Regions from separate parts of the Mus musculus genome. Here regions 2, 3, 4, 5 and 6 are each linked to region 1. The links are chromatin contacts, called in public Hi-C, HiChIP or PLAC-seq and promoter capture Hi-C maps. All regions are on one chromosome and are shown on one strand. The core of a region is the stretch at or near the end of the contact, and the rest is flanking DNA. Distances in the headings are between cores, read along the strand shown. Region 1 holds the start of E2f8 (E2F transcription factor 8). Region 2 holds the start of Htatip2 (HIV-1 Tat interactive protein 2). Region 3 overlaps Nav2 (neuron navigator 2). Region 4 overlaps Nav2 (neuron navigator 2). Region 5 overlaps Nav2 (neuron navigator 2). Region 6 overlaps Nav2 (neuron navigator 2).

The links. Promoter capture Hi-C pulls out the DNA fragments that hold promoters and counts their contacts. A called contact is a pair of places that touch in the nucleus more often than the background predicts. HiChIP or PLAC-seq counts read pairs in DNA pulled down with a chosen protein or histone mark.
Region 2: a contact with region 1 is called in a Hi-C map of the G1E-ER4 cell line, with 6 times the contacts expected there. The contact joins the promoter of Htatip2 here to the promoter of E2f8 in region 1. A contact is called at or near these places in 5 of 39 promoter capture datasets (cranial neural crest, erythroid cells, fetal liver and 2 more), 3 of 484 Hi-C or Micro-C datasets (the G1E-ER4 cell line and muscle stem cells), 2 of 115 datasets of contacts at active chromatin or transcription factors (pro-B cells and stem cell-derived neural progenitor cells) and 1 of 9 other capture datasets (liver).
Region 3: a contact with region 1 is called in a promoter capture Hi-C map of hippocampal neurons, with 3 times the contacts expected there. The contact joins the enhancer-like site here to the promoter of E2f8 in region 1. A contact is called at or near these places in 5 of 39 promoter capture datasets (the 3T3-L1 cell line, cranial neural crest, hippocampal neurons and 1 more) and 4 of 115 datasets of contacts at active chromatin or transcription factors (the NIH/3T3 cell line, double positive thymocytes, embryonic midbrain and 1 more).
Region 4: a contact with region 1 is called in a promoter capture Hi-C map of liver, with 2.1 times the contacts expected there. The contact joins the enhancer-like site here to the promoter of E2f8 in region 1. A contact is called at or near these places in 5 of 39 promoter capture datasets (the C10 cell line, cranial neural crest, embryonic stem cells and 2 more), 1 of 15 datasets of contacts at CTCF or cohesin (the NIH/3T3 cell line) and 3 of 115 datasets of contacts at active chromatin or transcription factors (bone marrow-derived macrophages, embryonic stem cells and large pre-B cells).
Region 5: a contact with region 1 is called in a Hi-C map of bone marrow-derived macrophages, with 14 read pairs. The contact joins the enhancer-like site here to the promoter of E2f8 in region 1. A contact is called at or near these places in 10 of 39 promoter capture datasets (the 3T3-L1 cell line, the C10 cell line, cranial neural crest and 5 more), 2 of 484 Hi-C or Micro-C datasets (LSK cells and bone marrow-derived macrophages), 5 of 115 datasets of contacts at active chromatin or transcription factors (embryonic limb bud, embryonic midbrain, embryonic stem cells and 1 more) and 3 of 9 other capture datasets (bone marrow-derived macrophages, embryonic stem cells and liver).
Region 6: a FOXA1 HiChIP or PLAC-seq map of pancreatic cancer cells shows a contact between it and region 1. The contact joins the enhancer-like site here to the promoter of E2f8 in region 1. A contact is called at or near these places in 6 of 39 promoter capture datasets (3T3-L1-derived adipocytes, cranial neural crest, frontonasal cranial neural crest and 2 more), 3 of 484 Hi-C or Micro-C datasets (bone marrow-derived macrophages, embryonic fibroblasts and macrophages), 5 of 115 datasets of contacts at active chromatin or transcription factors (embryonic basal ganglia, embryonic hindbrain, embryonic stem cells and 2 more) and 1 of 9 other capture datasets (macrophages).

The regions. Positions count from the first base shown.
Region 1 is chr7:48,878,909-48,882,591 of GRCm38.p6, forward strand. It overlaps E2f8 (E2F transcription factor 8), which reads right to left and starts at 2,133. Exons shown (of 13, transcript NM_001013368.5): 1 at 1,753-2,133; 2 at 1,370-1,493. The coding sequence starts at 1,384. It overlaps Gm2788 (predicted gene 2788), which reads left to right and starts at 2,392. Exons shown (of 2, transcript NR_155436.1): 1 at 2,392-2,609. It overlaps LOC115486422 (a long non-coding RNA gene), which reads left to right. Exons shown (of 3, transcript XR_882082.2): 3 at 1,613-1,716.
Region 2 is chr7:49,757,437-49,761,119 of GRCm38.p6, forward strand. Htatip2 (HIV-1 Tat interactive protein 2) reads left to right here and starts at 1,670. Exons shown (of 6, transcript NM_016865.3): 1 at 1,670-1,875; 2 at 2,162-2,357. The coding sequence starts at 1,778.
Region 3 is chr7:49,599,789-49,603,471 of GRCm38.p6, forward strand. All of the region lies in intron 37 of Nav2 (neuron navigator 2), which reads left to right. Among named protein-coding and RNA genes, the nearest start is that of Dbx1, 35 kb to the right of the region's middle. Within about 2 kb of position 1,578, at least 132 of the 459 cell types and tissues checked have an H3K27ac peak or open chromatin away from gene starts, as enhancers often do. A contact at or near this core is called in double positive thymocytes and pre-B cells, where this site is marked.
Region 4 is chr7:49,491,085-49,494,767 of GRCm38.p6, forward strand. Nav2 (neuron navigator 2) reads left to right here. Exons shown (of 39, transcript NM_175272.3): 11 at 285-407. Among named protein-coding and RNA genes, the nearest start is that of Gm51447, 55 kb to the left of the region's middle. Within about 2 kb of position 1,762, at least 6 of the 459 cell types and tissues checked have an H3K27ac peak or open chromatin away from gene starts, as enhancers often do. A contact at or near this core is called in liver, where this site is marked.
Region 5 is chr7:49,461,117-49,464,799 of GRCm38.p6, forward strand. Nav2 (neuron navigator 2) reads left to right here. Exons shown (of 39, transcript NM_175272.3): 9 at 796-901; 10 at 3,424-3,683. Among named protein-coding and RNA genes, the nearest start is that of Gm51447, 25 kb to the left of the region's middle. Within about 2 kb of position 1,580, at least 140 of the 459 cell types and tissues checked have an H3K27ac peak or open chromatin away from gene starts, as enhancers often do. A contact at or near this core is called in bone marrow-derived macrophages and pre-B cells, where this site is marked.
Region 6 is chr7:49,395,825-49,399,507 of GRCm38.p6, forward strand. It overlaps Nav2 (neuron navigator 2), which reads left to right. Exons shown (of 39, transcript NM_175272.3): 4 at 2,259-2,331. Among named protein-coding and RNA genes, the nearest start is that of Gm51447, 41 kb to the right of the region's middle. Within about 2 kb of position 2,042, at least 111 of the 459 cell types and tissues checked have an H3K27ac peak or open chromatin away from gene starts, as enhancers often do. A contact at or near this core is called in bone marrow-derived macrophages, hepatocytes, liver and 2 more, where this site is marked.

The DNA.
Region 1 (3,683 bases), core at 883-3,382:
CAATCCTCCTGCCTCTGCCTCTGTTGTGATTACAGGCATGTCCCCTGCTACTACGGTAAATTTAATAGTTAAACTTCCCACTTTTAACTTGGTAGATACTATGGATCTAAATGTCTTCACCATGTGATCTAAGAATTTACATTAATAAATAAATAACATTAACTACAGGTTTTATTTTTAAATTCTATTTTGAGAAAGGAGGGCTGTAAAGATAGCTTAGAGCTCAGTCCCTTCCCTTTCCTTACTAGAACCAATCACTCTAAGTAACTGATCACTTCTAAATTCCTAAATTCCTACTAATGAGACATCAGGTAAAGGCTTTCAGGACCCACACCAGGCCCCACCCAGTGGAGTGGCTGTGAGCAGTGGTTGCTCATTGATATACCAGGAACAGGCTCAAGCAGCCAAGGTGAGGGTGCCCTTACGGTTAGGGCCTCCCGCCTACCAGCAGGACTTCTGACCAGAAAAATTTGCTTTCAACATCAACGCTTGAGGCACAGATGCAGAAAATGGGACCAAGGGAAGTAAGGTTAGCCATTTAAGGCCTCAGAGCTAGTTTCTGCTATGGTAAGTTAGCACTTACCTACACTGGTAAGTTAAGAGCAATTCATATAGATAGTAGAGACTGGGCCCCCTTCACTTTTAGACACCAGGCAGTACACCATTCTTAAAGAAAGGGATTTGGAAGGCAACAACTCAGAGAACAGAGATACACTGTTTCCTCAGTAACTTTGGGAGCCCGGGTTAACAATCCTCTATTACAACCATGAAACTAAGGGCTCAGTGTGTATTTCTGCTGAATCTGCTACTTAGCAGACGATGATGCGAGGCAGAGGGAGGTCACATGGGGCTGGCACCTGAATTTTCAGTTCAGTATGGTGCCCTCAGGAGGTGCTGATCCAAGGGTGGGGTTTCAGTGAACACTGCCAAGGACAGCATTGAGCTAACATCTAAATGCTTCCAGGAGATCTGTCAGGAACAGCATTTGGAGGCCCAGTAGGTTAAAGGGCTGACATTTTAAAATGTTATCTTACAAAGAAATCCAGTATCAAATTATGACCTTTGTGAATTCCAATGGTTCATGTAAATAACATATACATAATTTTTTAAGCACAGAAAAAACCCCAAAGCTTTTTCCATATATATTAAATTTATATTAAACTTTTGAAACAAAAAGGTTACTTTAACCCTGGACAACCCTATTCCTCTTCAAAAATTAAAATTTCCTTCTGGATTTCTGTAAAAGTTAACCAAAAGGATACAGCATTCGTGACTATCAAACGAAAAATTTAAGAAAACTTATTAACGAAAAACTCAGGATGATACTTCATTTGACATTGCAACAGTATAGACTGGACTTTAAAAATACCTTTTGGTTCTCCATTTTGTCAATTCCTCATACATTTAGTGTGTCTTTAAAAACGAAAAATCTGAAGTTCCTCCCCAAGTTCCAGTGGTTTAAGTAGTCCAATCGATTAAAGTTTTTTACTATCCTTAAAAGGAAAAAAAGTAAAGCAAGAATTAAGAGCTGATGAAAATGATTCACGTACACAAGAGCCCCCGGAAACAAACAAAAAATGACAAACCAGGTTTATTTTTGCCTTGAGGACAGACATTGCCTCTAGGCAGACCGCGCCAACAGACAGCAGTAAATTCCTCCATCAAACCCTTCTGTCACGAGACTTCAAGCAAACACAGAATCTACAGTGACAGTCCTCTCTCAGGTTCGAGATGGCTGTAGCAAGCACCCACCTGTGCACTGATCCGGGCTGCGGACGGAGCGCACGAGCCCGGGTTCCGATGGAGCACGCACCGAGCCTGCATCGGGGGAGATGCTGAAGTTTCTCGCCTGACACACACGTGCACAGGCTCAGAAGGAAGGACTTGTGAAGTGGCCTGAGAACAACCCTCCAATTCAGCCTCTGCGCTCTAAGCGCACGACCGGGCATTTACAAAGGGCTTTGGGATCTTGACCCCCTTTTTCAGGCTTCTTTCAATACACGAAGTACTGGGGCGAGGGAAGGATTCCCTAGGTGCCGAAATCACCGCGATGCCAAAGCGCACCGTACGCTGCGCTCCCGGTCCCAGGTACAGTCCCCAGCAGTAGCCCGCGTCCCGCCCGGCGCAAGCACTGGCTCCTCCTCCCCGCCAACTGCACCGCCCCCGGGGGCAGCCAGACAGCATCTCACGGTTTCCAGGGCGACGGCTCCGAGCCAATCAGTAAGCCCGGTGAAGGCCTGCGATTGGCTAGAGGTCCCCAAGGCGGGGCCGGACCTTCCGCCTTCGATTTAAAAATTTGGCGCGGAAAGCGGGACCGTAGCTGGCACCGCCCCCGAGTGCGCGGGGCTGGAGCGCGGGCGAGCCCCTCCCCCGCCCTCTGCGCGGGAGCTCGGCTCCTCCCCACGGGCCCCGGCGGGGCGGGAGGCGGGAAACGGCCGCCTTCACCCTGGCCTTCCCGGGATCCCACAACCCCGCCGCAGCAGTCTGCTCCCCGCTCACCTGTCAATCCTCCTTCAGAGCTGACGGTCCGGGGTGGCCCCGAATCCTGGCTGCGCGTCTCAGGGAGCCAGCGCGTCTCAGGGAGACTCGCTTAGCCCCGCCGCGCAGAGGTGGGTGCCGGGGGCGCCACCGGGGCCGGGGCTGGGGGGGGCCGGCGGGCGGGCCGCGGGAGCGTGGCCGTCCAGGAGCAGTCCAGCCCCCGATTTGAAATTAACCCGCTCCCGGCGCGAGCCGCTCCCGCGGGCGCGGAGCCTCCCCTCCCCCACGCCCGCTCTCCCGGCCCGGGGCCCCGCGCGCCAATCCGCGCCTCTGCACTGCCGCCGCGGCGAATCAGACTGTAGGCACCACCCTCCGACCCCGCCTACAGCCAGACTTGGGGAAAAGTCCTCAAAAACTTTTCCTTTTTCTTTTTTCCTTTTCTTTCTTTCTTTCTTTCTTTTTTTTTTTTTTTCTTTTTGCAAACACCATTTATCCGAGATCGAAGTTGGGGGATGAAATTTGGCTGGTCCAGAGCTGGCTGGCTAGGACTCGAGGGCTCCCCGCCATCCCCAGCTTGGTGCCACGTCAACCGGGTCTGCTCACCTGCCCTCTGGACCCTAGCGACACCGTTCCCTCTGCGACCCTTTGCATGACTGCTTAGCAGCTTCTGCTCCACGGTTTCCAGAAAGAAACGTGTGAGGAGGAAAGAGCTTCGTTGTCTGAAGCCCAAGGATGCGGGGCGTTGGCCGATCTCTGAACACGCAGGTGTGGGAGGAGGGAGAGAAACTCAGAAAACCCGCCAAGCCTGTCCCCAGTGTCCTGCGTCTGCCGATCCCCTCTTTGCTCTTTCCCGCTTTTCTTCCTTTTCCTTTTATGAGCTTCTGACATCGGCCTGGTATATCGAACAGGTCAAGGGAATTTTAGAGTTAGGAGACCATCTCGTCCAAAACCCTCATTTTGCAGAAGTGGAAAAAGAAGCTCGGCACCCCAACTATGCCTTTCCGTGCTCGAGTTCTTTTGCACCCGCCTTTGCCTTGTAACATTTCCCCTTTTCTGATCACTCTGGGATCGCCCGGACCGCATGTTGCCCAACCCGCTTACATCTAAGATTGTGGTTTGGGCTCTTCCTGCTTTTAACTTTGTATCTTCAGCCTCCAGAAGGACTCGGGGCCACGCAGTCCAAGTCCCATCACTGAGCTTGGCCA
Region 2 (3,683 bases), core at 420-2,919, 880 kb after region 1:
TTGCTACAGTCAGTAATCTCTTTAAGAGATTCAATACGCGGGTCCCCCATGTGAGCTGACAAGATCTGAGGGTGTCTTTTCATATGGCAGTCTCTGAGAAGGTGCACGGCAGCACCTATACATCCTGACAGCCTGGCATTGTGGCAGCCCAGTGGGGAAGGACAACAGTGTTCTCCATTGCCTCCATTTTAAACTGCAAACAGCAGAGTCCATCTGACTGCAGCAAGTCGGAAAAGGACTCTAGAGGCAGAATAAACAGGAAGCGCTCAACACAGCCCCTGCAAACAGGCAGCGGTTAAGGCAGGCAAGCCAGGGCAGGGGCTCACAGGATGCTACCCATCATCCTAATCTCCCTGTCCTTGCCCAGCAGGGCTCCACCCCTAGTCTTCATTGCATCTTTGTATTGCTCCCCAGAGTGGAAAAACCTGTGTGGAAGTATTTGAATGCCACGCCTAGGCCAGATTTTCATATAATGACATTCAACCAGCAAGGCGGGGGCGAAAGTACCTTTCATTTGGCTTCTAGATGGAGCGATGGAGCATCACACTCACAGCCCATCCTTCTTAGCTCAGGATCACATCCTGGACTTGACTCTGGGAGAGGGAGTCTGGGAGAGGCTGAGTTAGATCAAGGCAAACCCACATCATGGAAGGAGAGAACTGAATCCTGCAAGGGGCCCTCTGACCTTCATACACCGGTCATAACACCTCTACACACACACACACACACACACACACACACACACACACACACACAAAATAAATGCAGTTTAGAAAGTATCTCAGAGTCATAGTATTCTAATCTCTATGCATCCAAAATCCAGGGCATGCCCAGTGTGGATAGCTGTGTTCTAACCATTGATCCTGTTGTGAATTGGATCAGGTTTGGAAACTCTTCCTACCGCAACCATCCAGAAGGGGGCCAGCACCTGGGCAGGGAGATCAACCTGAAAACTGGTCAAAGGAGCCCCCCTAGCTTCTGGCTTGAGGGAATAGGATATGTGTCTTTAAAGAGGCAAGAAAGAGTTTTGTTTTTCATAGAGCTTAAGTGGAGCTAGGCTTTTTTTTCTTCTTCTTCTTTTTATGTCTTGCTTTACTAACAATTTCATGTTTATATATTTTGATCTTACTCACCTGGTACTAGCCTCTCCTACCTCTGTTTTGAGAGCTTCCTCCCAATAAGTCCTCCTTCGCTCTTGAGACAGAAGTTCATATATTTCAGGGTGTCCTAGAACTCAGAACATTCTGTTTCCAAGGAGAATCATCCTTGCTGGTATTGCCTGCTTGTGCCACCACATCCAACTTTATCCAGGGCTCTGCGTATGCCAGGCAAGCGCTTGATTAACTGAGCTACATGCTACGTCCCCAGCCTAAGAAGAGACTAGTTTTTAACGAGGAGAATGAGATGATTTGGGGACCAAGAGTCAAGTCCGGGATGCCTTTTATCTAAAATCTGAAGGCTCTGGCCCCAGGTGGTTAGGAAGAACGCGGTTGCAACTAGGGTTATGGGGGACGGAGGGAGGAGATCTGTGCTGGGGTGAAGCACAGCCCCACGCCCCCCCCACGCCCCGCCCCGCTGCAGCTCAGCCCCGGGGAGTGTGGTTCGAGCCCTGGGTGCAGCTCCCGCGCAGGGGCGGGTCCCGCGCTCAGCTCCAGCCCTCGGTGGGGCGGGGCCGCGAGCGCGCTGTCACCCGGAAGACGTCGCGGCCGGTAGGCTCCGGCTGGACCTCTTGGGGCTCCTTGCCGGGAGGGGAGACAGCGGGGCTGCAGGCGGCGAGATGCTCGGTCCCACGGTGCTGGGCACGGTCGTAGCCGCGCTGGTGGCTTCAATGCTACTGTTGCAGAGTGGGGACGAGGGGTCCGGGGCTGCTCCCAGGTAACCCCGGGTAGGGAATGGAGCCGGGCCCTGCAGCCCTGCCCAAGCAGGCTGGGTTACCGTGGGCTGCGAGGCTTGGTGGCATAGAGACAACCTGGGCTCATCCAGCCGGGCACCTGTGAGGTGCTCGGATTGGCCACTGTCTGAGCTGTGACTCAGCACTTCCCTAGGGTTGGGACTGTGTAGAGTGAGTCTCTTCTGCCCAACAGTTAACAACCCTTGTCCCCCAGGGTAAAGAGTGTCACCTAGCACTCTGAGACAGGACCCACGGGTGTTGTTTCCCCAGCATGGCGGACAAGGAAGCACTGCCGAAGCTTCGGGAAGACTTCAAGATGCAGAATAAATCCGTCTTTATTTTGGGCGCCAGCGGGGAAACTGGCAAAGTACTTTTAAAGGAAATCCTGGGACAGAACCTGTTTTCCAAAGTAACGCTCATTGGTCGGAGGAAGCTCACCTTCGAGGAGGAAGCTTATAAAAATGTGGTGGGTATTTGAGCTGGGGCTAAAAGGGAATGTAGCTGCAACCATTTTGCTGAGGGGAAGGTGTCCATTATCCAAAGGCCAGGTGGTGGTGGAGACATAGAAATCATCAAAATTGGGCACGATGGATTTAGAAGAGCCCTTCCATTAATCCCTGGGTTGTGACTGGCTTGTAGGCCTGCCTTTTACACTCTAGCGTCCTGCAATGCAGTCCTGTGTTCAGAACTTAGATTGGAATGGGGTATGGTAGTCAGAGAAAGGCGCTGTTTATAGTTCCTAGAGCGCACTGCTTGCACATTTTGCTTACCAGTGTGTTTCACAATATCAGAATGGAAAAGTGTGACAAGGACTTTTCTCCCAAGCAGGAATCCACCCCACAGCCCCTGACTCCCCAGACTTGTGTGTTTGTAAACACATACTGGCTTCCTGAAGTTACAGCAAATGGTAATGCCAGACTTCCATCTGGAAATGATGCCCAAGTATCTTAAATTGGAGAGTCGTGGACATTCTGTTCTCCAGTAAACAAGAGTTACCTATCAACTGCAGCAAATTAAACAGCGTAGTGTGCTGCTGGGACCTCAAAGCAGTCTCCCATGGGCCCCACTTTTGCCTAGTGTGCACACTTGCAAATGCAGGTCCTTGATTTCCGTGATTTCCTGGTCGTTTTGTTTTACCAATGCCTGGTGCATCAGAACTTGCTGATTAAAATAGACATCTCTGCTTGGGCTCAGGTGGGTGCTGGGTGAACCCCACAGTCTGGTTTCCTGAACCCTCCCTGTGCAGATTCCTGGACAGTGGAGCCTAAGATTGCAATTTTCTTTGAGAGCAGAGACTTGGTGGCACTCCTCTTAACCAGGCCGTGTTTAATTTAATTTTTCTTTAGTATATAGTATGTATCATGCCAGGAAAATCCTTCAGAGGGAACTAAAGGTAGTGACAACCCAAGATAGCATCTGAACTCCTGTGTGACGGTAATGGAACACTGCACGTTTGATGGCATTCTTCTGCTCTTAGATAGAGTGGCTTAGGTTTAAGACAGTGTTTCTCTAAGGAGGATAGGCTAGCCTCAAAATTGCTTCTGTTTCTGCCAGTGGCGCCTCTCTTAGCTTGCCAATCTCAGTGGAGGCTAGAAATACCATAGAGGAGAACACAGGAGGCTGGGGATGCAGCTCAGTTGATGGAGTGCTCACTTGGCACAGTGAAGGTCCCTGGTTCAGTCTCTTGCACACTATGATTGGATGTGGTGGAGCATACCTGTAATTTTAGCACTTGGGAGGTAGAGGCAGGAGGATGAAGCTCAAGGTCAGCCTCAGTTATGTGGGTGTTGGA
Region 3 (3,683 bases), core at 328-2,827, 720 kb after region 1:
AAGCCAGAGGCGACTGAGCGAAGATACCCAAGGTGTCCAAGGAGACAAAGAGGACTCTTGAGCTGACCCCTTGGTCCCCAGTGGCTGGTGGCACCAAGGCCCCTCCCATTTGGAGGTGAACTGAAAGGGAGGTTTCAGGCATAGCTGGGAAGTCACCTATGATTCCTTTGCTCAGGGAGCCATTGCAGAAGGGACTCTTCCTCTTCATCCAGCCAAGAGCAAAGGGCATAGATAGGAGGGGCTTCAAAGTGGCTGCTGCTGAAGGGCCTGCCTGTGACAGGGACCAAGTGGATGTGTCATTCTTAGAGGTCATCTGAAGGACATGTCCTCAGTGTAGAAGCAGTGAAGGGAGACAGCTGGGTTAGGATTGCCTAGTACCACCCTGTCCCAAATCTCCTAGCTCTGCCTGGTAAATTAGTACAGGAGGCGGCCCTGAAGTCTGCTGATTCATAAGGATTGGCCGTGTTTCCTTGTCGGGGTTAAGGTGGAAGTTGGAGGATCTACCAGGCTTTACACCAGGGTCCTGGCACTCCTGCAGCCCTGAGAGAATACAGGGAAGAAAACCCAAGGCCAGCCAAAGCTTTGACCTTAACATAGTTCCCTCAGCAGACCACCATGATTGAGTGAGGGCTGGAGTCCAGAGCAATGTGACAGCTACAGCTACTTTGTGACAATGAGGCCATCCTAGGGTCTCCTGTAACTTACAAGTGTTATAGGTAGCCAGGAAGCAAAGTTTTTTGGTTGGGTTTGCTGGGTTTTTGTTGGTGTTTTTTTGTTTTGTTTTGTTTTTTTTCGAGACAGGGTTTCTCTGTGTAGCCCTGGCTGTCCTGGAACTCACTCTGTAGACCAGGCTGTCCTTGAACTCAGAAATCCGCCTGCCTCTGCCTCCTTAATCCCTTAAGGGCGTGCGCCACCACTGCCCGGTGGTTTTTGTTGTTTTAAGCACAGTGTCTTATATAGCCTAAGCTGGCCTTGAACTCTGTATATAGCCCAGGCTAGCCTTGAATTTCTGATGTTTCTACTTCAAACTCCAGCATGCAGGGATTGTAGACACGTGCTAACACACGTGTTATTTTGCTGTTGTTTGTTTGGTACAGAGTCTCTCTGTGTAGACCAGCCTGGCCTTGAACCCACAGAGATCTGCCTGCCTTTGCCTCCTGAGTTCTGGGATTAAAGGTGTGCACTGCTGTGCCTGGTTTAGTGTTAGGCAGGGTTCTACCTGTGATTTCACTAGATGAGAAAAGTCCTTAATTTTTTAAAAAGCTCATTTCACTTCCCCTCTCTCCTTGGCTCCCTCTGAGGGAAAGCTGAGTGTGTGCCAGGTACCATACGGGGTCCTTCCCTCCTCACCTCTCCCCTGCACAGTGGCCACTAGGGAAGCACACTGTCATTTAGAACATGTGTGCCCTTCCTTAGCCAAGGCTATGAGTTGAGAAGAGGTGGAGACCTCAGAATAGGTTCCAAAGGGGGCTGTCACATGTTAGGAGCCAGAAAGAGGGCTGCCCATGGGGAGACAGGGAAAGAATACAGGGAAGTCATTCTTGCAGGCACCAGCCTTTACCATCAGACTCAGGCAATGCTTGCGTGTGGGCGGGACAGGACATGACAACGCATCGCCCCCTAGTGGAGAGCATGCAGGCGGTAGTATCTTTTTCTGGAATATGTGAATGAAAGTCACCTGTGTGTAAGTCATGCCTAGAAGTGCTTCCTAAATGTGAATGTTGGTGCTGCCGTGCACATCCAGGAGTCCTGTGCTTCCTGTAGGATCAGGAGGTTCGCAGCAGCCCAAATCTTAGTTTCCAGTGTCTTAGCATCATCCTTAATTCCTGAGCCAGTAGTAGACCAGCTTCCTCCTCCCTGGGGAAAGTGATTGTCTGCCTGTCCAGCTGCCCTCCAGAGTCTGCAGAAGAGCCCGGAAGCTGCACAACACTTCCTCTGCTTGCCTTAGACTGACTCACGGCCACCTGGCCTTGACCACATCCTGTGGAATGTAGGAAGGGTTGTAAAAAAGAAAATGTTTTTTGTTCTTACAGCTAATGTTTGCTGCACCTACGAATGCTTACCTTATGACTCAGTCTCAGGTCCCATTCCCCGTTGTCATCAGAAACGCTTGCCAGTGTGTCTGGTGTCTGCAGAGCGGAGCAATTCAGAAGGCCTGGTGTTGGGGGTAGACTGGGGGTGTTAAGGGCAGGTGCTGCAGAAGGACACCCAGAGACCTTTCCTCAGTTACCAAGGTCCTCTGACACCTTCTGCAGTCCCCTGTGCCAGCTTTGGCTTTCCCCTCCAAAAAATGGGAAAAAAAAATCTGACCTATGGGACAATTGTACTGGCCTGGTTTCTGGAAACCCAGTTGTTCTCTGAGCCTATAGTGCAGGGGCTAAGGATGAAGAGCAAGTGTGGACAAAACCACTGGGCCTCAGGAGTGCTAAGGGCATGCTCAGCCTCAGCCTTAGTGGTTCTAAGGCCTTGAGGGACCCCTTGGAAAGGCAGTCTTGTTCCTTCAGAGGGCCCGGTAGGGAGAGGCTTCTAATCTGAATTTGCTTCTTCAGCTGTAACCATCCCCAGCCACTTCTGTGTCCTCTTCACTCCTGATCCACACATGGGTCCACACCCGCCCCTCTCCCAAATCGTTCCTGCTCATACTGAACTGCTTTAGGCTGCTGGACTGAATTCAAGAACCAAGATTGATGAAGGGAGCTGTAGCAGCAAACTAGGCTAGAGGCTAGGCTGGGGTATGGGGGAGACAATGAGCTGACATCTGACAAGATAATGTCATAGGAGGTGCTGAGGTAAAGTGAAGGAGGAAGCCACTAATATAAAGAGATGGGCTTATCTAAGGTGGGGGTAGTGTGGGTGGCATCCTGGATAGAAATCAGATTCTAAGACCTGGAGTAACTCAGGGGACTCGGGGAGAGGGGACCCACCAGAGCGAATGATGAACTTAGGCCAGGCTGACATGGGGAGGTCTGGTGAACAGCCCCGCTCTCAGGCTCCAGTAATATCGTTTCTGCTGATTCAAAGTGGTCCCGTGGGTAAGTAAGAGGGAAAGGCCCCAAGAAGGAAGTTTGAGTCCTGGGTTCTAATCCAGATCTGCCTTCCAACCTTTCACATCAGCAGTGCCGTTAGCTTCTGGTGTCCCATCAGATAAGAGAGAGGGCACCTGTTAAGTAGACGGGCTCTTTTTCAGTTGAGAAACTGTAACTTTCAAAGGTGTGGGTCCATTGGACCAGAGCTGGACCCCGTTATGTATTGGTCTGAGTACTATTTACCTCTTCATTTCCCCTCTGCAGCTTCCAAGAGGTTAGAAGAGGCTCACAGGGAGGTGGTGTCTGGAATTTTCCATCTATGTACCCTGAAGTCACTGTAGAAGCACCTCTTTACAGCCCAGACAACCCTACCCTGCCTTGCCCTGTCTGTGAGCATGCCCTATCATGTCTGCTTTGATGCCAGTGGCCAGAGGGTAGCAGACTTGATCTGCAATGGCTCTTCTGGGGCTCCCCCATCTCTAAGCCATGGGGCGATGCTTCTGTTCGAGTCATCATTGCTGTTCATGGCTGGCCCCTGGCACCCAGGGCACGCAGAGGAAACAGACACGCCAGACCCAGCCTCACAGTGGTCAGAGCCTCGCTGTGAGAAGCCCCCCAGCTTAGGTTTCCATTCTTTAAAGAATACATACATCTCAC
Region 4 (3,683 bases), core at 512-3,011, 610 kb after region 1:
TGTCATGAGTACATCTGACAGCTGATTTTATTCACCACTTCCGTCTGCTTCATAGATTCCCATGAGTTGCATTCATTAAGCCCCGCATGCTCTCTCCCCACCTCATGAGATCCTAGGCTGAATCAGCAGCTGAATTTTCCTTGGGCTGGAGTGACAGAGCCTCGGGAAATCTTTTCTTCCCCACCTAAGAGCACAAGGGACCCATGCGGGGTTTCTGGATACAATGGCAAGACTGTGCACCACTGCTTTTGACCAAATACACCTACCATCCTCTTTTTTCAAAGGTATATGACAGATGGTGGACTCGGCCTTTACACCCGTCGCCTGAACCGGCTTCCTGATGGGATGGCTGTGGTGCGAGAGACCCTACAACGAAATACCTCCCTGGGCCTCGGAGATGCTGACAGGTAGGCATGCTGCGCTCGGATGTAGCCACACGTCATACCAGAGCCATTTGAGAGTGGCCTACAGTATGCTGCTCGTGATATGAGGACAGTGGATCAGTTCTTCAGCTGACACAAAAAGTAGGAAAGGGGGGCTGCTGCTTCCTAGGTCTTGCTTGTATATGGTCATGGGCATGCGTATATGTAGGTATGTATTCAGTGATGGTGCGGAGAGAGGAACCCAGGGCCTCGTGAATGTCAGTTAAGTTCTCTACCACCAAGCTACATCCTCAACTCTAGGCTGGCACTTCTGATAGCAAGGGTTCGGGCTTGAGCGGTTTGGTTGCTGTTTTGACTGTTACTCCGACTCTCTCCTGCAGGCCCCAGGGACCTGCCTCACTTCCTCTCTCATTACTCAACTTTCCAGGTATTGCACCTTGAGATAACCAGGTCTGTATGCAGAGTGCAGTTCAGGCCAAAGCCCCCTGCTGTGAAGCTTAGGGTATATATTCAACTGACACACACACACAGTAAAGAGCTGACATCAAAAGGGGGGTCTGTCGACCTCTGTCACCACCATTGCCAGAGACACAAAGAACCTGTGTCCACCCTTCCTACTGCAAGGAATGAATGTTTGGCCTCCAGGTTTCTAGACCAGACTCTGACGTAAACCAATCCCCAGACCCTGAGCAAGCTCTGAAAGGACAGGTGTGATTTGCCATCTCTGGCCTGCTGTCTTTCTGGTCCTCCATGTATAGTTCAGGTACTCTTTAGCTGTTCTGTCTCGCTCAACCTCCTTCCACATCTGGGCAGACGAGCTGTAGCAGGGAACTTGGAGGGGAGTGCTTTGAAGTTGCTGTGTACTTTTAGGGTGCTGCACTCTGATTTTGTGAAGGCCACGTTGTGAGGTAGGGTTGTTTTCTTGCTGTTCTCCTAGCAGGTGAGGGGCTGGAAGGATGATCCAGTGGTTGGAGCACTTGCTGTTCTTTCAGAGGAGTTTGGGTGTGGTAGCCCACATTGGGCAGCTCACAACCCCCCTATAACTCTAGCCTCTGGGGGATCTGGCATCTCTTTTGGGCCTCTGTAGGCACCTATGCACCTCTCTCTCTCTCTCTCTCTCTCTCTCTCTCTCTCACACACACACACACACACACACACACACACACACACACACACACACACATTTCTCTTTAAAATAATGCTAGATGGGTTATGTAGCTCTATGGCTTGCTTCAGAGAAGCAGGGCAACTTTGTAAAGAGACAAATGCTGAACTATTGCCCAACAGTAGAAGAAGAATTCTCACATTCTTTAGGGAGAGGGTAGAAAGGCTGGGTTGGGGGAAAGTGCTGAGTTCATTGTCATGGACTCTGACCCAGTGTCTATTAACTCTGCATGTCCTCATTTGAGTCTCCCAGTATCCAGTGTGGTCACTTATGTTGGGGAAGGCAAAAGGCTGTTTATCAGAGTTCCACCACAGGTTAGCTTTGTGGCTGCTGTTCTATAAATGATTGGTTTGAAAAAGAATCCATATAAGGGCTAAGGGTATAGCTAAGTTAATAGAGTACTTACCCAGGATGCAGAGTCCCAGGTTTGCTCCTCAGGACTGCATTCAAACAGACAGAAAACTAGCTGGGTGGTGCCACACACCTTTAATCACAGCACTTGGGATACAGAGGCAGGCTGATCTCTGAATTCAAGGCCAATGTAGACTACACAGTGAGTTCCAAGACAGCCAGGGCTATGTAGAGAAACCTTGTCTCAAAACAAACAAACAAACAAACAAAACACACAAATGGGGTGGGTAGAAAGGAGGTGAGAGGGCAGGATAGTGCTTGATCATAGAAACTTCTGAGAGCTGCGCTTTTCATTTTTAATTTTTATACATGCAGCTGTTTTAACTGCGTGTATGTGCATGCAGTACCTTCAGAGGCCAGAAGGGGGCATCAGATTCCCTGGAGCTGGAATTACAAGGAGGTTAAGAGCTGCTGTGAGGATGATGGAAATCAAACAGTGGTACACTACAAGAGTAGCCAGTGCTCTTAAATGCTTAGGAGCCATCTCTCAAGCCCCGAGGGCTCACTTCTTAAAGCTTAAACCCTGCAGATACATCTATATAGTGAATAGCACCAGAGGAGAACGTTCAGTATCTGCAGCATTCTCACTGGTCATGTCATAATTTGTCAAATTACTCTGCTTGGTTTTGCCCTGTTCCAGTTGATCAATCTGCCTGTTTTCAGGCCCTATGAGGCCAGTCTCTGCTTGTAGTAGAAGCTTCTGGGATGGCCATTTACCTAACGCTTCATTGGAGGCCTAATGGAATTATCATAGATAGCAGCTGAGCCTCATCCTGCCGCTTAGAGATTTGGGGGCTAAGACTGGAAAGACAGAAGCCATTTTTTTTCTCATTTCACCCCCCAAATGAACAGCGGTGTCTTCTGGTCCTTCCCAGACCTGAGTGGTCTGCTGTAATCATTTAAGGACTGAGTAGCTAGCTAGCCAAGGTTTTAATAAAGAACCCAAGGGGCTTCTTTAAAAAAAAAAAAAAAAAAAAAAGACTTACTAATGATACAAATGTTTCCCTGTTTTATGTAAGTTCTAGGTTACTAGCGGGGATGTGTTTGTTTGTATTCTTGTGGAAGGTGCTAAGTTTCTTTAAGCTCCATAGCTATAGTGAATAGACCAAGGCAATGCTACTCCGCCCACTAAGTGTTTTTTTTACTTTATGCATGTGTGCATATTTGTGACGTGTGTATGCTCGTGTGAGTACATAGCATATGTGTGCATGTATGAGGAAGCCCAGGCATGTCAGGTAGAGGGCTTCAGGTATCTCTATAGCACTCTCTGTGTATGTCTTTGAGGCAGGCTCTCTCCCTGAAGCTGGACCTCTAGTTCTCTCAGCTAGGCAGGAGGCTGGCAAGCCCCAAAGCTCTTTGCATCTTTGCTTCCTTGGGAGCCAGTGCTGTAGGTGTTTGCAGGGACACCGCTTGCTAGGCGAGTGTTTGGATCCAAACTTCACTCCTCATGATTCCACATCAAGTGCTCATAACCATCGAGGTTAGCTATCCAATCCCTTTAGTTTATTTTGTTGACTGAATTCCTCAATGACGAGTGCGCTGGGCTGGTGAGCTGCAAGCCCCATAGATCCTCCTGTCTCTACCTCCCTGCATATGCGACATGACTTTCAGGGATCAAACTCAGGTCCTGACACCTGCAAGACCAGCTCTTTCCTGACAGCTAACTCTCCAGTCCCTCACAGGTTCCTTTACATTGTTCACCAGGCTAGGTGAATGTTTCACAG
Region 5 (3,683 bases), core at 330-2,829, 580 kb after region 1:
CCCATGTTTCCCCCACAACTCTCTTTGGAGACTGGTGCTATGGCCATGCTCATTTTAGAGGCCTGGACTCAGAAGGTGGGGGAGTCTAACTTCTTTAGAACTGACCACACAGTTTCTAGTCAACAGCACATGTGCTGGTAGCAAGGGGTTGGGGAGGGGGAGAAAAGCTTTCCCCTCTAGATTATCAGGGATGAGCAAATGCAGGTGGTTTTGTAAGGCACTATTACCCAGAGAAACAAAGGGGCACTCACATTTTCTTATGGGCAAAAGAAAGTGGTCTTAGAGGTGTGGTCAGCCCTGGACTGAATATCTTCAGAGGGAACCTCTTTGGATTTAATCCCGTCATTTGGGCACCTATTCTTTTGTTGATGCATGCAGACAGACAGACCTGCAGGTATCCATCCACCCATCCAGCCATTCATCCATAGGTCTCCATCTATTCATGCATGCATGTATCTATCCATGTGTGCATACAACAGATAGACTTGAAGGTATGCATCTACCTATCCATCTCATCCGTGTGTGTGTGTGTGTGTGTGTGTGTGTATTCATATATCTATCCATGTATGTATGCATCTATTTATTTATCTATGCAGACAGATAGACACGTCGGTATCTATCCAATGTGTCCATCTATCATCTATCCATCTGTCTATCCATCCATGTAGTGTCAAGTCCTTACAGCAAACAAGAAGCTAGATAGATCAGCATTACCGTCCCCCACTTGGTTGCTGTTTGTAAGAACCTCATGGTCTAGCAGAGTTAGACTGATCTTAACCCTTGCTTCTCCAGCAGAAGACCCCGAGGCTCGGCGACTTCGGACAGTAAAGAACATCGCAGACCTACGACAGAATTTAGAAGAGACCATGTCCAGTTTACGGGGAACTCAGGTTACACACAGGTACGGGCAGTGTTCAGTTGCTTTGCTGAGAGAGCTTGCTGGGAGCTCCTTCTAACTCTGCCTCTCTCCTGCCCACCGTGCCACCCACAAAGTGGTTTGGTTGAGAGTGGAATAGAAACCCTTGTCCTCAAGTGTGTTAGAATTCACAAAGAATCCAAGACAATACGCAGAGCGAAGGGGATGAGATTAATGTAGACAGATACAGCCCCAGAGCACAAGGTTTCCAAGTTCACCGCCCAGAGGAAATTGCTCCAGCTCCATTTTAAAACTTTATTTTACTTGCATTTTTCAAAACTACAGCAAGCCGGTTGGAAGGAACAGGTGAACTATGTTTGACCCGTATGACAAACTGAGTAACTTGAATTCCTACCAGGTCTCCTGATACACAACACCGATATTGTTAGTCATGCACGTGTGTGAAAGATGAGAGAAAGTGTTTGTAAAACTTCGCCCTGTTTAAAGTATGGTTTTGTTAGAAGGAATCTCGGGTTGTTTTCCTTGTTCAGCGAGAGCCTTAAGGAGGATGTAATGTGGGCACTCCTTCCTGATTTTGGCAGAATGAGGTCTCACAGTTTGTTTTCGGCTTTGAAAATCAAAGAGTCCCCGGCTACCCGCTGGGCTCCCAAGGGTTCTCCAGTTGCTTCTCCAGTTTCACTTTCTTTGCTAACCCGGCTAAAAGGAGGAAGTGCAGGGCTTCCCCTCTGTATCTGTTACTGTACTCATTGCTGCAGCTAAATACCTAAGGAAAGTGACTTGAGGAAGAAAGAAGTTTGTTTTGGTTTTTAGCTTAAGGGGCTATAATTCATCGCGGTGGGGACCGTGAGGCAGCGGTTCATAGTTATGAAGCAGAGGTTGATTTCTTCTTTGATTCAGCCTGGGACACCAGCATCATAGAATGATGCCACCTGGGGGCTGGAGAGATGGCTCAGAGGTTAAGAGCACTGTCTGCCCTTCCAAAGGTCTTGAGTTCAAATCCCAGCAACCACATGGTGGCTCTCAACCATCCGTAATGAGGGCATTAGACCTCTTATGGAATGTCTGAGACAGCTACAGTGTACTTACATATAAGAGAGAGAGAGCGCCAGTGGGTAAGAGCACCCGACTGCTCTTCTGAAGGTTCGAAGTTCAAATCCCAGCAACCACATGGTGGCTTACAACCATCCATAATGAGATCTGACTCCCTCTCCTGGAGTGTCTGAAGACAGCTACAGTGTACTTACATATAATAAATAAATAAATAAATAAATAAATCTTTAAAAAAAAGAGAGAGAGAGAGAGAGCACGCGCGAGTGAGCGTGCGAGGGCGCCACCCTCCTCAACCCAGTTTAGAATCTCCCTCACAGATAAGCCCAGAGGTGTGTCTCCTAGGTGATTCTCAATCATGTCAAGCTGACAGGCCATACTAACTGTCAAACCTACCACTGAGAGCTTTGGTAGGCACTTCCTTTCCCATTGAGGCTCAACAAGGCAGCTCAGCTAGAAGAATATATCCCCGCATACAGGCAACAGCTTTTGGGATAAAGGAAGGAAGGGAGGGAGGGAGGGAGAGAGGGAAGGAGGGAGGAAGGGTGGGACTTGGTAGATCAGAGTTTTAGCCACTGTGGGTTCTGTCTTCAGAACCAAGAGTCCAAGATGTGAAACAATGAGGTAATTTCCTGGGTTGGGGGTAGGGGTTGGGACAAAACAGCCACTGGCACCCAAATAGAGGCAGTGCCTTCCTTAACTCTTCATGTATTTGAAAGACTTGGATCCTGATGTTGGATCCTGTGACTTTGTGAGTAGGCATGAGCCTACCGCCCCTCTTTTTTTTTTTTTTTTTTTTTTTAAAGATTTATTTATTTATTATATGTAAGTACACTGTAGCTGTCTTCAGACACTCCAGAAGAGGGAGTCAGATCTTGTTACGGATGGTTGTGAGCCACCATGTGGTTGCTGGGATTTGAACTCTGGACCTTCGGAAGAACAGTCGGGTGCTCTTACCCACTGAGCCATCTCACCAGCCCCCTACCGCCCCTCTTTTCACCTAGTCACAGGCATTGACTCTGGGACATTAGGGAGGGAGGGAGGGAGAGGGGTGTGTGAAGTTTTAGGAGCCTCACCTCAGGCTACTATAGCTAACCCTTGAAGAAATCCTGACACAGCAACTCTGGAACAAATAGGTCGGAGGGTCCTTTGTCGCCGCTTCACAAGTTAAGCATTGTCTGCTTCCTGAACTGGAAAGAAGAGTCCAATTTTCTAGCAGAATGAGGCTTTGCACGTTGCGTGTAATTAAAGAGTCAGTGAAGAGTATCTTATACCACATTTTAAAAGAGAACATCCCCAGTAGGATTTCCAGAAGGTGTAGGTAAACGCATAGCTTCTCTTTTTCCTTGTTAATAAAGGAACGCCAGGTGGTACTTGGAGCCTGCTGTTTTGTCCTGCTTTGTAAATGGGACTTTTTTCTCTCTTGTTCTGAACATTTAAAAAAAACCACCTAACCTGCACCCACTGGGGTCTAACCCAGGTTGGTTTTACATTTTCAGCACATTAGAAACCACGTTTGACACCAACGTCACCACTGAGATAAGCGGCCGCAGCATCCTCAGCCTCACAGGACGACCCACTCCTCTGTCCTGGAGACTCGGACAGTCCAGCCCCCGGCTCCAGGCAGGAGATGCCCCTTCAATGGGCAACGGGTATCCACCTCGAGCCAACGCCAGCCGCTTCATCAGTGCCGAGGCAGGCCGCTACGTGTACTCTGCCCCTCTGAGAAGGCAGCTGGCCTCTAGGGGCAGCAGCATCT
Region 6 (3,683 bases), core at 792-3,291, 520 kb after region 1:
AATGGTTGTGCACACCTGTGGTGCCAGCTAATCTAAAGATTGAGGCAGAGGGCCCGGCGTGGTGGCACACTCCTTTAACCCAGCACTTGGGAGACAGAGGCAGGCAGATTTCTGAGTTCGAGGCCAGCCTCGTCTACAAAGTGAGTTCCGGGAGAGCCGGGGCTACACAGAGAAACCCTGTCTCAAATAATTAAATAAATAAATAAATAAATAAAGATTGAGGCAGGAGGCTTTCTTGAGGGGTTCAAGTTTATACGGGGCAACATAATAACAGCATCTCTTTAAATAAGTGTGTGTGTGTGTGTGTGTGTGTGTGTGTGTGTGTGTAAACATATTACATGTATTTGTCTATAAAACAGTGCTTCTTTGTGGTCCCATAATCTTCTATTATGTGTTTTGCTGTATAAATAGAAACAAAACCATCATAGACAGTGTTCTCTTTTTATGACTAATATTTTCTCTTACAAGCAAGATTTTGTAATAGGGTAAAACAGTATTTGGAAATCTAACTCTTACTATATTTTCAAATGGGAGCAGGTCACCCTCCACACACCATGTGATAGGGTTCAGGAAGTGATCTCTTCCTTTCTCCCCACTTTCATTTCCCTCTAAGGTGCTCTCACTTAGTGGTCTCATGATTATAAAGCAGCCTGGGGAGGACCTTCAAGGTGGGCTGGAAGGAGTGGGAACCCGGGTTTTAACAAAGGTGGGGCTGGGGAGATGGCTCAGCAATTAAGAGCACTGACTGTTCCTCCAGAGGTCCTGAGTTCAATTCATTCCCAGCAACCACATAGTGACTCACAACCATCTGTAATGGGATTCAATGTCCTCTTCTGGTGTGTCTGAAGGCAGCTACAGTGTACTCATACACATATAATAAACAAATAAATTAAAAAGGGGGTTCCCTACAGAGAGTTACTTCTAGCTGGAGGCTGTGTGGGCTCTTCTAAGATGGCACAGTTTCAGTCAGGTGGCCTGGGGCCTGTTTAATGAGTTAAACAGTGGGAGCCACCACCACCGTGGGGACCACCCTCCCAGTGAGACCATGATAAAAGCATGGAATTTGTTCGATGTTTTAACACCCTCCTGGAACCCAAGGCCTCAGGAGGTAGGAGCAGATCTACAAGCTGGAGTGGAAAGGGAGAATGCCAGAAGTCAGTGGCAGAATGAAGTCTACTTCATAGAGGAGGGTGAATCAAATTCATGAGGACCAGCCCAGAGCCAAGCTGTGCTCGGAGCTATTAAACTAAAACACTCTCGCCAGCTAGAGCCATCAAGACATTGCCTGAGAGTGGGGATAAGGACAATATGTTCATTGTGAAAGGCAGTCCTCTGTTAATTTAGAATAAATTCCGTGGCGTACATACTGGGTTGAGTGCATATAAACATTGGAGAGTCTGGGAAATCCCATTACAGGAATTAGTTGTGGATGGGAGTGGTGGAACTGGCACTGTGTAGTGCAAATTCTGTGATGTCCAAAGGTCGCTGTGCCCAGTTAAAAGCCGTTTCTTTTACTTTTGGTCACCAGAGACATTCATCAAGCCAGAATATTCTCCTTTAAAACAAAAAAAGTAATTAGGCCTGACAGCCGAAGTCAAATCAGACCTTTGGGAATGACCTAATTGCTTTTTTGTTCGAGGCCTGACATCGATTTGCCCTTGGCCTTGGTGTCAACACTAGCAAACACGGGCAGCCTCCCAGACTCCGGCTGGTGGCTCTATCCTTGCCACAGAGAGGACAAAGGACAGCGGCATCCCAGAGGTCATGGGACTCTGTGGTCACCTGCAATTCCTGCCAGGCTGAGAATTTTGTGGGTAAACCCTGGTTCCTGCTGAAACTGCCGCTCACCATGTGGACATCTGACTGCCTGCTTCTTTACTGACTGGAAATTTCCCCCCAGCAACTGGAGGATGGGTGGGTCTATCAATTTCATCTCCACCTCCGTGTTACTGGCAACTGCTCCGGCTTTGAGGATCACACTGTGGTGACATTGATCAAGATGAGAGATCTCATTCCGCCCTGGTTATTTTTGGCATCTGTGAGCAGTCCAAGGCCTCGACTTTTGGCACCGTGTGGTTAGGATATTAAGTAACTGCTTCCTGCGCTAGTACAGACAGCGTTTTGAGAGTCCTAACCTCGTCGCTCCCGTCTATCTCATTGGTCAATTCGAGTGCATTCTGCTTGCTGTTGGCTCCTCGTGAGTGGGTCTGGAGAAAGCTGAATGGTTATTAAACGTGTCTTGTGTTTTTCCCCTCTAGATTGAAAACATAGATGCCTGCTTGAATTTCCTGGCAGCTAAGGGAATCAACACCCAGGGGCTGTCTGCAGAAGGTGAGTCAGGGCCCACGCCTTTTCATCATTTGTGATACCCACCTGTTAAGGCCCACCTGTTACCTAACAGTCAATTGCTGCAGTCCTGACCAGGGGTGCCGGTGGGCTGTCCTGGCTGGGTGCCCTTTCCAGCACAGTTGACGTTACTAACTTTCTCACAGTTCTCAGATCACTCTAAGAATGCAGCCCTGTGTGCATGCCACATCTGCATGCCACAGAGGGTGTGGGGGAAGAGAATGGGAGCACACTGCTCCAGTTAGAGAAGTTCCTGCTTCAACAACACTGATTCCCTGTCCCGTGGCGCAGCAGGTTATCAACCAGCCATTATCTGTGGGAAAGAGAATATCCAACCACAGAACCAAGTCCAACCATCCAGCGCCCAAGGGAACTGCTTAGTCCTTGCTGGTGACATCTCACCTTGCTCTTGAAGACAGAGAGAGTGAGGTTTGCGAACACACTACCACCTTTTAGCCTCCCGATTAGCTTTTAATTAACTTGGATTTGGTGGCTAATTAGCATCAACAGTGTCTGCTAGTGGAGTGTTGTTAGGTGGGATAATAGTTTGGAGCCCGCTGGCCAGAATTATCTACCTCCTCAGTCCTCAGGCAACACTTCCACCTGGAATCTCTCAATCTCTCTCTCTCTCTCTCAATCTCTCTCAATCTCTCTCTCTCTCCCCCCCCCTTGCTCTCTCCCCTTCCTTCCCCCTCCCCCTGTTTGTAAACACAGGCAGCTGCCGGCTCTGAAGCTGCCATAGGCCAGGCATCTCCCCAGCTCATTAGGCTGCACCTGCCTCCAGTTTTCCCCGGAACAGGTAGTGCAGTCGGGGCAGTGCAGTTGTTCCTCCTGGCATAGCAGGAGTGTGCTCTGAAAAGATGTAAAAAGAGCGTTGGCCCTGGAAGCTGGGGTGGGGCTGAGAGAGCAGTAAGCTGGAGTCCACAGATGGAGTAGGTAAGTTAGCAGACCTTATGGGTCCTGCATGGGCTAATGCCTTGTCTTTGCGAAGAGATGAAAGCTTGCGTCATCTATCAGGCTGTGTTTCTGAACTGTTGTCTCCTCCATGTTGGAGGTGGGTGGCATCCACGGCTTCTACATCCATAGTGTGACTCTATGCGGAATGTGTCAGAAAATGGTTGTAATTCTCCTTGGGCAGGTCTGGTTATCGGTTCCATGAATCTCAGGGGTAGCTTAGCCAACCTTAATCTCAGGACTTATAGAAAAATCCTTAGAAGGTTGCCCTTGCCTTAGCTATGAGTCTCATCTGTGGGTTTAGTGTACATTGTTGGAACCTTCAGTAGTAGACACAAATTCAGTGTTTCTGTGCTATTCCTGTGATGACCAGTAGGTGGCAG